Linked DNA regions of Sus scrofa: all the other regions are linked to region 1. The links are chromatin contacts, called in public Hi-C and HiChIP or PLAC-seq maps. All regions are on one chromosome and are shown on one strand. Each heading gives the region's core, a stretch centred on a gene start, on an enhancer-like site or on the middle of the called end of the contact. The rest is flanking DNA. Distances are from core to core; before and after follow the strand shown. Region 1 overlaps KLHL3 (kelch-like protein 3). Region 2 holds the start of HNRNPA0 (heterogeneous nuclear ribonucleoprotein A0). Region 3 overlaps KLHL3 (kelch-like protein 3).

Evidence for each region. Hi-C and Micro-C count contacts between places; a contact is called where the count stands out from the background. HiChIP or PLAC-seq counts read pairs in DNA pulled down with a chosen protein or histone mark.
Region 2: a contact with region 1 is called in an H3K27ac HiChIP or PLAC-seq map of skeletal muscle. The contact joins the promoter of HNRNPA0 here to the enhancer-like site in region 1. A contact is called at or near these places in 1 of 5 promoter capture datasets (liver), 10 of 47 Hi-C or Micro-C datasets (embryonic fibroblasts, fetal heart ventricle, fetal skeletal muscle and 6 more) and 2 of 2 datasets of contacts at active chromatin or transcription factors (alveolar macrophages and skeletal muscle).
Region 3: a contact with region 1 is called in a Hi-C map of skeletal muscle, with 7 times the contacts expected there. The contact joins two enhancer-like sites. A contact is called at or near these places in 25 of 47 Hi-C or Micro-C datasets (alveolar macrophages, blood, brain and 16 more) and 1 of 2 datasets of contacts at active chromatin or transcription factors (skeletal muscle).

The regions. Positions count from the first base shown.
Region 1 is chr2:139,645,113-139,649,282 of Sscrofa11.1, reverse strand. It overlaps KLHL3 (kelch-like protein 3), which reads left to right. Exons shown (of 14, transcript XM_021084794.1): 11 at 649-777; 12 at 3,983-4,123. Among named protein-coding and RNA genes, the nearest start is that of MIR874, 13 kb to the left of the region's middle. Within about 2 kb of position 2,237, at least 14 of the 83 cell types and tissues checked have an H3K27ac peak or open chromatin away from gene starts, as enhancers often do. A contact at or near this core is called in omental adipose tissue, retroperitoneal adipose tissue and skeletal muscle, where this site is marked.
Region 2 is chr2:139,781,375-139,785,246 of Sscrofa11.1, reverse strand. It overlaps HNRNPA0 (heterogeneous nuclear ribonucleoprotein A0), which reads left to right and starts at 2,231. Exons shown (of 1, transcript XM_003123970.5): 1 at 2,231-3,872. The coding sequence starts at 2,903. The coding sequence ends at 3,811. All of the region lies in intron 1 of KLHL3 (kelch-like protein 3), which reads left to right.
Region 3 is chr2:139,840,960-139,845,029 of Sscrofa11.1, reverse strand. The region is part of intron 1 of KLHL3 (kelch-like protein 3); the gene reads left to right. Among named protein-coding and RNA genes, the nearest start is that of KLHL3, 47 kb to the left of the region's middle. Within about 2 kb of position 2,104, at least 3 of the 83 cell types and tissues checked have an H3K27ac peak or open chromatin away from gene starts, as enhancers often do. A contact at or near this core is called in skeletal muscle, where this site is marked.

The DNA.
Region 1 (4,170 bases), core at 988-3,487:
TGCCCCTGCCTCAGGCTGAAGTGTTGCTCTTGGGTAACAGCATATGGTATTTTTATTTTAAAAATGAGTGATGGCGCCTGAGGGTTCTTGTGCGTGGCTCAGAGATTGCAAGGGGTCTGCAGGTACTTTCCAGCTACCCCAGCCCAGCTTGTGCCCAGGGCACTCCATTCACATGCTTTGCCTGCCAGAGTTGTGGATGGAGTACAAACCGTGTGAAGACGGTACTTGGGTTCTCATGGGAACTATTTTTCCCTATTTGTTCCGTTTGCCGTTGTGAACCTTTAGCTAGAAGGTCTGCCCGCTTGGCTGTAGCTGGGGCCCTCAAGCTTTCCATCTCTCCCGTGCCTTGTCCTGGAGAGGATCTCTCGTGGTTCACAAGCAGGAATACCCTGAGCCCCAGGGGTGCCAGCCCATAGCTCACACTGGGTGTGAGGGGTGCGTTTTGCGAGAGGTGCAGCACTGGTTGGAGATGCTCAGGGCTTAAGAGGAAGCAGAAGGCAGAGGTGTGAAGGATGCTTACCCTGATGGGCAAGTGAGTTGGTGGTCTTCCTGGAGGGATAGGGTCCCGAACGCTGATGGAGGTGTGGGGGCCCCTCCACGTCTGTGCCAGCTTCCACGGTACCCCCTCAGTCACGTTGTCCATTCCAGGGAAGCTGTATGCCGTCGGCGGTTATGATGGGGCGTCCCGCCAGTGCCTGAGCACCGTGGAGCAGTACAACCCCGCCACCAATGAGTGGACGTACGTGGCGGACATGAGCACTCGCCGCAGTGGCGCAGGTACGGTGGGGGCTCGGGGTGAGGCTGGCTCCGATCCGCTCACAGGGGGTCTAGGGGCCAAGAGCTGAGGGTTCTGCCTTACCTCCCTCCCTCTGCTCTCTGGCGGTCTGTAGCGTCTCTCTCGCACCTCCACCGCCAACCCAGCACACAGGAGGTAACCTTCCCCAGGGATTCCTTTGCTCGGGAGTGTCTGAGCTAATTCCCTCTTTGGTGGTGTGTGCGGCTCTGGACAGCGAAGCTTGCTCTGTGCCACGTGCTGTCCGGACACACACTCGCCAGGCCTCGTTGTCCTTGATCCTCATCACGGCCCTCCAAGGCGGACACGGCGTGACTCCACTCAACAGATGTAGAAAGGGAATCGACCGGGGTTGAGGCAAGGTCCTATCGTGAGTAACTGGCAGGGTCAGGATTGCTACTCAGGTCTGTTTCACTTCAGAGGCAGCTTTTTGGACCCCCAGTTATCAGAGTCTCATTCTTATGAAGTAGTAGGACAAGCCCGGCTGTCCCAGTCTTCCGTGGAAAAGCGAACGCTTGCCTGTCTCTGTCTTGGGGTTGAAAGCCAAGCTATTAGTGTTGGTATTTGGAAACAAGCCTGTGTCTCCCCCTCACCTTTGCTTCCCTGCAGCCCCTCCCCACAGGTGGCCACCTCCGCTTCCTGTGGGCGGTCCAGGAGCTGTGTGGTCCTCGGCGATTTTCCAGGAAGTGGAGCAGCAACCCCTTCTTCCCTGCTTTGTCTGTCCCGTCATCTGGGGGCCCAGAGGAAAGGGCCTGGCAGGGAGGCTGATCTCTGGCTCTCTGTTCCCGGTTCCTGTGGGAGGGGTGACTGATGCCCATCCTGGCTGGCAGGAAGGCCATGTGACTTCTGGGAAGGGAAGCCGCCACAGGGACTTTTCCCCCACTGTGCTATTCCTTTATATATCTCGGTGTGTTTGAGGATTGAGTTGTGATCTCACTTTATACTACCAAACACAAGACCACTTCCCCAGCATTCCTTAAATATTACGCTATTTTAATATTTTTCAGGAACAGCTGTGCACTCACTGGTTAGAAAAGGAAAAGCTCTATGGCTTCATTTAAGAAGCATTTGCTTTTGGAAGGCTATTTTTAGGAAGCTCGTCTTGCTGTCTCTGCTGATCCCAACAGGTTGGCCCTCTTCCTAAACCTGTAGCAAAGGAGTGGAAGTCAGGAGGCCTGGCCCGTGGTTCTGGGTCTGCTCCACGCGCCATGCGGCTCTGGCCTCTGATTCTCGATGTGAAAGAGCAGGTTGCAGTAGGTGTCTCCAGCGCCCCGTTCAGTGCCTACACCCCGGCCCTTCTCCATTCATGGGCTCTTCCTGCCCTTTCGGTTTGTAGTACTGGCAGAGTCTTCTTTGCACTTCCTGGAAGTCCTGTGTGTGACGTGAGGTGTGAGAGCATGTGTTGACAGCCTGAGGAGGCGGGATAGCTCCCCAGCAGGGAAGCAGTGTGCCCTGAGCTGCGTGGCTGCTTCTGGGAAAGCCTCGAGCAGAAAGTGGGGCATCCCGGACAGAGCCGGGAGCACAGACCTGCTGAGAAAGTCCAGGCGAGTCTTGTGGGCAGAGCTGCCTTTGGCGGCTTTTTGCTCTGTCTCTGCCAGGCTGCTCAGGGCTTATTGCTCAGTGGAGGCCACTCGGGCTTCACCTGGGCCGGAGGTCCCGGATGGTGACAGGGGGGCTGCCTGCCTGATGCCTGTGTCCCAGGGAGGCACCGTGACCTCAACTGGGGGGATGGACTCCCTCCCAGAGGTGGGGTCTTTGCTCAGGTCTTTGTCAGCACCCTTGCCTCAGGCTCCCAGGGCAGCCTTTCTTTAGCGCTTCACATCCCTAAGATTTGCGGACACTCACTGTGTACTTGGAAGCCCTTATATTTGCCGTGGTAGGTTGTTTGGTGGCTAAAGACCCAGAGACCCTGGCTTCAGGGGCCCCATGGCTCTGGGTCCAGGGAAGCTCCTTGTGAATGCTTGCAGAGGAGCCTGTGCAGGCCATGGTGCCCCAGTGCCAGGAAGGCTGCCCATTTCCTCGGAGCGTGTGGGCCATGCCAGCAGATGGCTGTGAGGAAAGGAGGCCATCTCTGGGTCCCTGCTGCACGTGGAGGAGGGGACAGTGAGGTGCTTTGGAGCACAGTCAGTTCCCTTTGACCCCAGTTCGTTGGAGAGCCTCTGCTGATACAACACCACCACCTGCTGTTCGTTTGGGGCAACTGCGAGGAACCGTTTGCACGTCCGCTTGATAGCCCGTGGGGTTTTACACGTCTTGCCGTCTTGCGTTCAGACGGTACTTGTTGAGAACCTCTTCTCTACTGTCGGGCACAGGGAACCAGATGTGATAAGGTAGCGTGGTTCTTGTCCCTGTGAGGTGTATGTTCTGGAAGTCGATTCTTGGCTCTGAAGCCGGGCTGCACATCCTGATCACCTGAGGTGCTTTGTCTGACTCCTGACCAGTGTCTCTGGGAATGAGGCCGCGTAAGCGCTTTGCAGCCTTCCCCAGCCAGGTGAGCTGCAGCCTGTGGGTGGAGTCCACTGGAACTCCCCGTCTAGTCCGGCTCCCTCACCATACAAGTCGCCCTGCACGGGAGGGCACCCCTGGCAGACAAGCTAGAGACACAGGTCCAGAACCCAGGTGTCCCAGCCAGCAGGTCAGCTGCTCTTTCCAGGGCACTGGGCCAGCCCTCTGCTTTCTGGATTTTATTTCCTTGACTTGTACTAAAGGATGTTAAAAGGTCATGCTGAAACCTGTGAATGACGCAGTCCTGGCACTTGGCTCAGGCTTGTCACCATCATGAGTGACTTCGTGCCCTCTGCCATCCAGGAGGAGAGCGAGCGGGCGGAAAGGACGGCTTCTGCTTCAGGACCAGCAGGGCGGTCTCCAGCGTAGTGATCTCAGCACTCCGCTGTGTAGTTTCCATTTTAACTCTTTTTATTCCACACACACACACACACACATATCAGTAAATAGAAATGGGCTTACCTTGGCTTTACATCTGGAAGTTTTCAGACTGACGATTTTTATGAGGCAGGCAAGGTGTCACTCTGTTTGTCTTACAGACAAGGACCCCGCGTTCCAGGGAAACAAAACAGAACTCCCCATGTCATCCTGCTAGTGCTGACTGCCCAAGACTGGACACCAGGCCTCCTGGTTTCTGGTCACTGTAGCCAGCCCGAGGCTAGGACACTGTGCTCTGCCTTTCAGGGGTTGGGGTCCTCAGTGGGCAGCTGTATGCCACAGGCGGGCACGATGGGCCCTTGGTGAGGAAGAGTGTCGAGGTTTACGACCCTGGAACAAACACCTGGAAGCAGGTGGCGGATATGAACATGTGCCGGCGCAATGCAGGTAATCTGACTGCTTCCTCCTCCTCTCCCTGGGGGCAGGGGGCTGTG
Region 2 (3,872 bases), core at 982-3,481, 140 kb before region 1:
AACCAATATAGGAGAAACTGTTACTTCAGAATTTACAGCTTAGATGGAAAAATAAATTATGGTCTTATTCCTTTTCTTTCAGAAATTCATCTTGTACCGCTTTCACATTTCTTTGGATGGTTCTAGAATAAATTTCTCCAGGGAGTTTCTGTCATGGCTCAGTGGTTAATGAACCCAACTAGTATCCATGAAGATTCAAATTCGATCCCTGGCGTCATTCAGTGGGTTAGGGCTCTGGCATTGCTGTGGCTGTGGCGTAGGTCAGTGGTTACAGCTCCAATTAGACCCCTAGCCTGTGAACTTCCATATGCTGCAGGTGTGGACCCAAAAAAACAATAAAGAAATAAATAAATTTCTCCAGGTCCAGTCTCTCATCTGAGTTATATAGTCTTGGGCATCCCCCAAAATAGTGCCCCATCAATATCCCAGCCACAGCAAAGCCAGATCTGAGCCACATGTGTGACCTGTGTTGCAGCCTGATCCTTAACCCACTAAGCGAGACCAGGGATCAAAGTGGCATCCTCGCAGACAGTATGCTGGGTTCTTAACCCAACTGAGCCACAGTGGGAACTCCGGAATGCTTCTATTTTCCTTTTTTTTTTTTTAATCATCAATCAGTTAGCAAATCCTGACATAATCTGAATTGTGTTTTGTAATGATAGTTTCTTATTATCTTTCTCTTTTATTTTTTTCAGTGACACTTACCAATATCTAACATGCTGTATATAATTCTTATTTACTGTCAGCTTCTCCCCACAAGAATGTAAGCTCCCCGAGGAGAGATTTTTGCCTGTTGTTTACTACAGTATTCCCATCATTCGGTATTTATTGGATAAATTGAGCACTTACTATGTGTCAGGCATTATGCTTTGCATTACATGCAGAATCCCATTTAAATTTTACCATACTGGCTAGGTGTTTTATGTTCTGATTTTGAGATATTAAAACTCAATTTAATTTTTAAAAGGTTAGGTGACTTGGCCAAAGTCACACAACTCAGTGGTTAATAGGTGGTAGAACCAGGCTATAGTTTGCCCTCAGACTTTGCAGCCTATCTATATGCCTTTAATAATATTCATATTCTTTAAATTTCAAGACATTCCCTAATATCAAGACCCTCAGCCTATCTTACTTTTCTATCAGAAACCTGATCCAGTTAAACTGCCCCTGGGAGCATATGTATCTTATAACTTTCCTCCAGATTTTGTTGAGATAAACTCCCTATAGAAATCTTATCCAGCCCTTCACTCTGTGATCCAGTGCAACTTGTACCTCTTTTAACAAATCATTCCTGAATACATCCCTTTCCAGGATACAGTAAGGAATTCCTGTTCTTATTAGCCACATGGTTTGGGGTTCTTGATCATATAATTAGTCTTACACTGTGTCCCACTGCTCGTATCTTGTTGGCACACTAAAGGGTCAATAAATGGGAGCCATTCTAACTTTCTTGCATTCCCATCTGAGCCCTGAAGGCAGTTTTCCAGGGTGCATACTTTTACGCAGTGTGCATGTGTTTCTCCCTCCGCTCCCAGTCCCACTGAAAACGTCTTTAAAATGCTAACGATTCAGTTGGGAAGGAAGCACGCAGAGAAGACGTAAACATTAAGATGATGTGTACACTGGGCTAAAATGAACATGTCCGCTGACGGAGGAGTGCGTGAAGGTAGGCTGAGGGGCGTCGCGGGACGGCCTCACGGAGGGCCTCAGGGTGGCGGGGGTCTCGCGCTGCGCCTCGGTAGGAAAGTCTGAAGTGTTTTCGGCCTGCCGCTGTCCTCGGCCTCGGGCTCGCCTTCCCGCAGGGCCACGTGCCAGTGTTTTAGTCTCATCGCGCCTGGGGCCCCTAGAAACGGTTAATAACCGCCTTCCCCAACTAGGCCTCTCCCCTCCATCTTTGTGCGGACGGGAGGGGCGAGGACGCCAGGTGTAGCGGCCAGGCGAAATCGGGCGGGTAAAACCAGGCCCCCAACCCCAACAGTCAAGTTTTCAAAAAGCCCGCGCGTGCCGCCCCAGGTGGCATCCGTTGGGAACAGCCCCCAGCGCGTCCCCGATCAACCCTCCCGCCCCCCACCCGCCGTGGCAGGTCCAAGGCGGGAGGAGGCGTGGGGGTTGCAAGCAAACTCCGCACACGGGGAGCGCGGGGGCCAGCGCGCATTGGGGAGCGCGCCCATCCGGCGGCTGCCGAAAACGGAAGTGAGTGCGAGCGGGTCGCGGTGATTGGCTGAACCGACACGTCTCTCAAGGGGCTGGCGCGAACGCCACTGCGGAGTTGGGCGAGGGGATACGGCAAGGGGAGGGGGAAAAATCACTGGGAACAGCCGCGGAGCAGGGAACGAATGAATCACGGACGTTCGCGAAGGGCAGCGAGAGTCCGTAGTCAGGGCGCACTGGGGATCCCGAGAGTGAAAGCGGGAGGTAGAGGCGGCGGCGGCAGCAGCACAGGCCGAGGGCTTGAATAGACCGCGGAGGGCGGGGAGTCAGTGATCAAGAGCGGCGCTGCGGTACGGTAGGCGGGACTAATGAGTGCGAGGCGGGGATTGGCGAGCAGCCCTGGGCTGCCGTACGTCGGCGGTGACGCACGCCTCGGGGAGGGTGCGCGCGCGTTCAGCGGCCTCTTTGTGTGGTGCCCAGATAGGGGAGCGGAGGTAGTGGCGGCGGTAGCGGCGGTCTCGGTTGTCTTCCAGTCTCCTCCGCTCGCCCTCTAACCGGCACCTCTCCCCTTCCCTCCCCCTTCCTCTCTTCCTCTTTCCCTTCCCTCCCCTTCTTCCCTTCCCCGTCGGTGGCCGGCGGGGGCGGCTCCAGCAACGGCTGGGCCCAAGCTGTGAAGAGGCCTTAGCCAACGATAACGGCGACGGCGAAACCTCGGAGCTCGCAGGGCGGGGGGAAGGCCCGGGCCGTGGAGATGGAGAATTCCCAGTTGTGTAAGCTGTTCATAGGCGGCCTCAACGTGCAGACGAGTGAGTCGGGCCTGCGCGGCCACTTTGAGGCCTTTGGGACCCTGACAGACTGCGTGGTGGTGGTGAACCCCCAGACCAAGCGCTCCCGTTGCTTCGGCTTCGTGACCTACTCCAATGTGGAGGAGGCCGATGCCGCCATGGCTGCCTCGCCCCATGCCGTGGACGGCAACACGGTGGAGCTGAAGCGGGCGGTGTCCCGGGAGGATTCGGCGCGGCCCGGTGCTCACGCCAAGGTGAAGAAGCTCTTTGTCGGGGGCCTTAAGGGAGACGTGGCCGAGGGCGACCTGATCGAGCACTTCTCGCAGTTTGGCACCGTGGAAAAGGCCGAGATTATTGCCGACAAGCAGTCGGGCAAGAAGCGGGGCTTCGGCTTCGTCTATTTTCAGAATCACGACGCGGCAGATAAGGCCGCGGTGGTGAAGTTCCATCCGATCCAGGGCCATCGCGTGGAGGTGAAAAAGGCTGTCCCCAAGGAGGATATCCACTCCGGTGGGGGCGGAGGCGGCTCGCGGTCCTCGCGGGGCGGCCGTGGCGGCCGGGGTCGCGGCGGCGGTCGTGACCAGAACGGCCTGTCTAAGGGCGGTGGCGGCGGTTACAACAGCTACGGGGGTTACGGCGGCGGCGGCGGCTACAACGCCTACGGAGGCGGCGGCGGCGGCTCGTCCTACGGTGGAAGCGACTACGGTAACGGCTTCGGCGGCTTCGGCAGCTACAGCCAGCACCAGTCCTCCTATGGGCCCATGAAGAGCGGCGGCGGCGGCGGCGGAGGCAGCAGCTGGGGCGGTCGCAGTAACAGTGGACCTTACAGAGGCGGCTATGGCGGTGGGGGTGGCTATGGAGGCAGCTCCTTCTAAAAAATTTTAAACGTGTGGGAGTGGATATGGGGGTAGCTCTTTCAACCACCCAAGTAGGGTC
Region 3 (4,070 bases), core at 855-3,354, 200 kb before region 1:
AAACAAAGCAACTGTCCAGGTAACAAGGAAGCCTTGGCTTACCCTTAACTTTAAAAAATGAGATTTGTTTTTATCCTGAGCCTTACATTTGAAAAGCATAATAGCCTAAGGTTATTTAGTATGTTTTTTCAATGTTTTTCTTTCCTTTGTGCCCTGTAACTTTGCTCAGAAGTAGTTTGGAGATGAGAGCTGGGAAAACCAAGGGCCTAGTCAAGCGTATGTAGTTGCTAATGATTCTCAACCTTGGCTTTTTTGTTTTTTACTTCAGATGTCTTGTTCTGAAATTTGAAGAAAATGTGATATTACTATTTTTAATGTGAATTTTTAAAAATTCACTTGACTAAAAAATATGTGACACATGAAACTTTTTTCTTTGATTTCTAGAAGAGGATATTGCCTATTAGAACAGATAGTAACAATACTAAAACTTCCAAACACTTTTTAAGGAAAAAGATCTTATAGACAAAACACCATTTTTTAAATTACTCAATGAATTTTATTACATTTATAGTTGTACAGTGATCATCACAACCTGATTTTATAGCATTTCCATCCCAAACCCCGAGCCCACCTGCCAACCTGTTTCATTTGGAAACTGTAAGTTTTTCAAAGTCTGTGAGTCAGTATCTGTTCTGCAATGAAATTCTTTGTGTCCTTTTTTTATATTCCATGTATAAGTGATAGCATTTGATGTTGGTGTCTCACTGTCTGATTGACTTCACTTAGCATGATAATTTCTAGGTCCATCCATGTTGCTGCAAATGCCGCTCTTTCCTTTTAAAGGCTGAGTAATACTCCATTGTGTATGTGTACCGCATCTTCCTTATCCACTCTTCTTTCAATGGACATTTGGAGTTAAAACACCATTTTTAAGGCTCACTTGTTTTATACTTTAAATTGGGTTGTATTACTTATTCTGCAAAGTTTAGCTCGTGAGTGCACTGAACGCTCATCAGATGCATGGTATTCACAAAGCCCTATGCTGGATGCCTAAGAAATCCTAAGATAACCCTTTCCCCTCAATCTTGACGTTATGAAACCTCTGCAGCTAACCACAGCATACAAAATAATGAGTGCTTAAAGCTAAATTGACGGTTTTATAGGAAGTCAGAAAGATACCCCTTTAAGCTACCATGGTTGAGAAAAGCTTCTTGGAAAGGGAGGTTCTGAAGCCGTCTTGAGGGATGTATATATTAAAGTGAGAGAGAGATAAGAGGTGGAGGGAATAGTATAAACTCAGGTTCAGGAGGAGGTATATTCAGGGTGTATTTGGTAGTTTATGGGAGTGGAGGAAATTTTGAAAAGGTGTATAGTGGGAAGTAGCGGGAAACAGGGAAATGAATTGAAAGTTGTGAATGAGTTTGTACACCCTGACAACAATTGTTAGAAAGATTCTTCCAACAGTGGATTCTTTGTGTGCCTATCAATGTTCCTTTTCCATTCCTGCCCCACACCAAATAAAAGAATAAACATTTAATCCTTTCATTCAGCAAATATTTATTGAGTACCTGTTCTATCCGAGGTGCTTCGCTAGGAATACACAGATAAACTAGACATAGTCCTCCCCTCAGGGAGCTCACAGTCTGCTGAAGAAAACCAACTCTTGTTTAGAAAAGGGATACGTACAAAGTGCTCATTATATTTGAAATGGGGCCACCTTGAAAAAGAATGATCTTGGCTGCTTTGGGCTAATCGCCTGAGCTCTGTTTTTAGCCCTTGGGAGCAACCTCAGGATGTGTGGCATACCAGAAGAACAGCTGCATACTATATTCTGAAAATGATGAAAGTGGCGCCTCTGTTTTTCCAGACCCAGAGCAATGACTCTTGCTGAGGAGAGCCAACCTCTTTCTCTCCTGGCTTGTGCTGTTGGGTACACTGATGCAAAGAATTTTAGAGCGGAGGTTTCAGATTTTCCTGCCTTTGTCCTAAATAAAGATATGGAGAAGGAAAGGAAAAGGAAATAATAAACTATACAATTTTTTCATTAAAAATGTATAGAATTCATCTATTGGTATTTTTTAGAAGCAGCAAGAGGTGGTAAGAGTAATGTTAGGTAATGTTTATTGAGTGCTTACTTTGTGCCAAGTGTTATGATGAGGGCTTTTAACATACAGTACCCACTTTAACTTACACAGTAGACCTAAAAACTGGCTACTGTTTTCATCACCTTTTACAGATAAGGAGACTGAGGCTTAAAAAGATTAAATAACTTTCCATGTCACATAGCTCATGAGTGGCTATAATGGAAAGTGTACTGGAATGAGTTTTGTATTTCATATTTTGTAGAGAAAGTTAAAAGCCCAGAGGAAAAAAAAAAAAAAAAAAAGCCCAGAGAGAAGTGATTGGTCTATATAAGTATAGAACAGAATGATGTCAGAGCCAGATTTAGAACTTGCATATCAATATTTTGACTCTTAAAAAAATTTGAGGAGTTCCCATCGTGGCTCAGGGGAAATGAATCTGACTAGCATCCATGAGGCCGCAGGTTTGATCCTTGGCCTTGCTCAGTGAGTTAAGGAATCCAGCGTTGCTGTGAGCTGTGGTGTAGGTCTCAGATGCAGCTCGGATCCTGTGTTGCTGTGGCCGTGGTGTAGGCCAGCAGCTATACCTCCAATTTGACCCCTAGCCTGGGAACCTCCATATGCCACGGGTACAGCCCTAAAAAGACCAGAAAAAAAAAAAGTTGAGATTTTTTTTGTAATAGAAGATTTGGACTTATATATTATCCAGCTTCTTCAGTTACCTAATTGTGACCAGTATTATTTCATCTATACTTCTACTCACCTGCCCTCTACCATATTTATTTGAAGCAAATACTAAACAGAATATTATTTTACCTGTAAATATACCAGAATATTTCTCTAAAGAGATGAGAGTCATTTAGGAGTTCCCCTTGTGGCTCGGTGGTTAATGAATCTGACTAGGAACCATGAGGTTGCGGGTTTAATCCCTGGCCTTGCTCAGTGGGTTAAGGATCCGGCGTTGCCGTGAGCTGTGGTGTAGGTTGCAGACGTGGCTCGGATCCCGTGTTGCTGTGTCTCTGGTGTAGGCTGGCGGCTGGCTACAGCTCCGATTCGACCCCTAGCCTGGGAACCTCCATATGCTGCGGGAGCAGCCCAAGAAATGGCAAAAAGACAAAAAAAAAGACAAAAAGGAAAAAAAAAGAGATGAGTCATTTAAAGAACATAATTATAATACTATTATCTAAATTTAAATAGCTTAGATGAACCAAATTAATAATAATTCCTTAATACCATCAACTCTCTAGTCTGAGTTCACATTTCCAATTGTCTCAAAAGTGTTAGAATTTTTTCTTACAGTTTACTTGAATCAGGATCTATACATTACAATAGATCGATATATCTTTTGATAAGTCTCTTTTAATCTATAGCTTTCCCTTCCCCTTTTAAATTTTCATGTAATTTAAATTGTTGAAAAGACTAGTTGTTTGTCTTGTAGAGTTTCTTTCAATTTTATTTTGTTGAGTGTATCCCTGTAGTTTAAGATGTTCTTCTGTCTTCTGTATTTCCTGTAAATTGGTAGTTGGATCTAGAGGCTTGATTACATTCAGGTTTGATATATACTTTTTTGCAAAACTGCTTTATAAATGACATTGTATCATTAGGAGGCAGACAATGTCTAGTTATATCTTTTTTTTTTGTGATGTTAGGAATAATTGATGCTTAATATCAGGATGCATTAATTTATTGGGAGTTTCAAGGCCTTCCATTTCCAACATTGTTGAGTATCAAAAAGAGAATTTACCCTCTCACCAGCCAGGTAAAGGAGACTATTCAGACACTGAACAACAAGCATACAGGAGTGTGATCTGTAAAGGAAGGGAAATGACATAATGTCTGGCATGCAGTGAAAAATTACTAGACATGAAAGGAAACAAGATAACAACATTGATTGCTATTTAATCTTGTTTTTACTATGCTTTAGGCACAAAGCTAGGTGCTTTGCATACATTATACCAGTTGACTCTTATAAAAACCTTTTAAAATGAGTGTTACTTAATTTCTACTTTATGCATCAGGAAATTGAGGCTTGGGAAAGTTCCAGCCTTG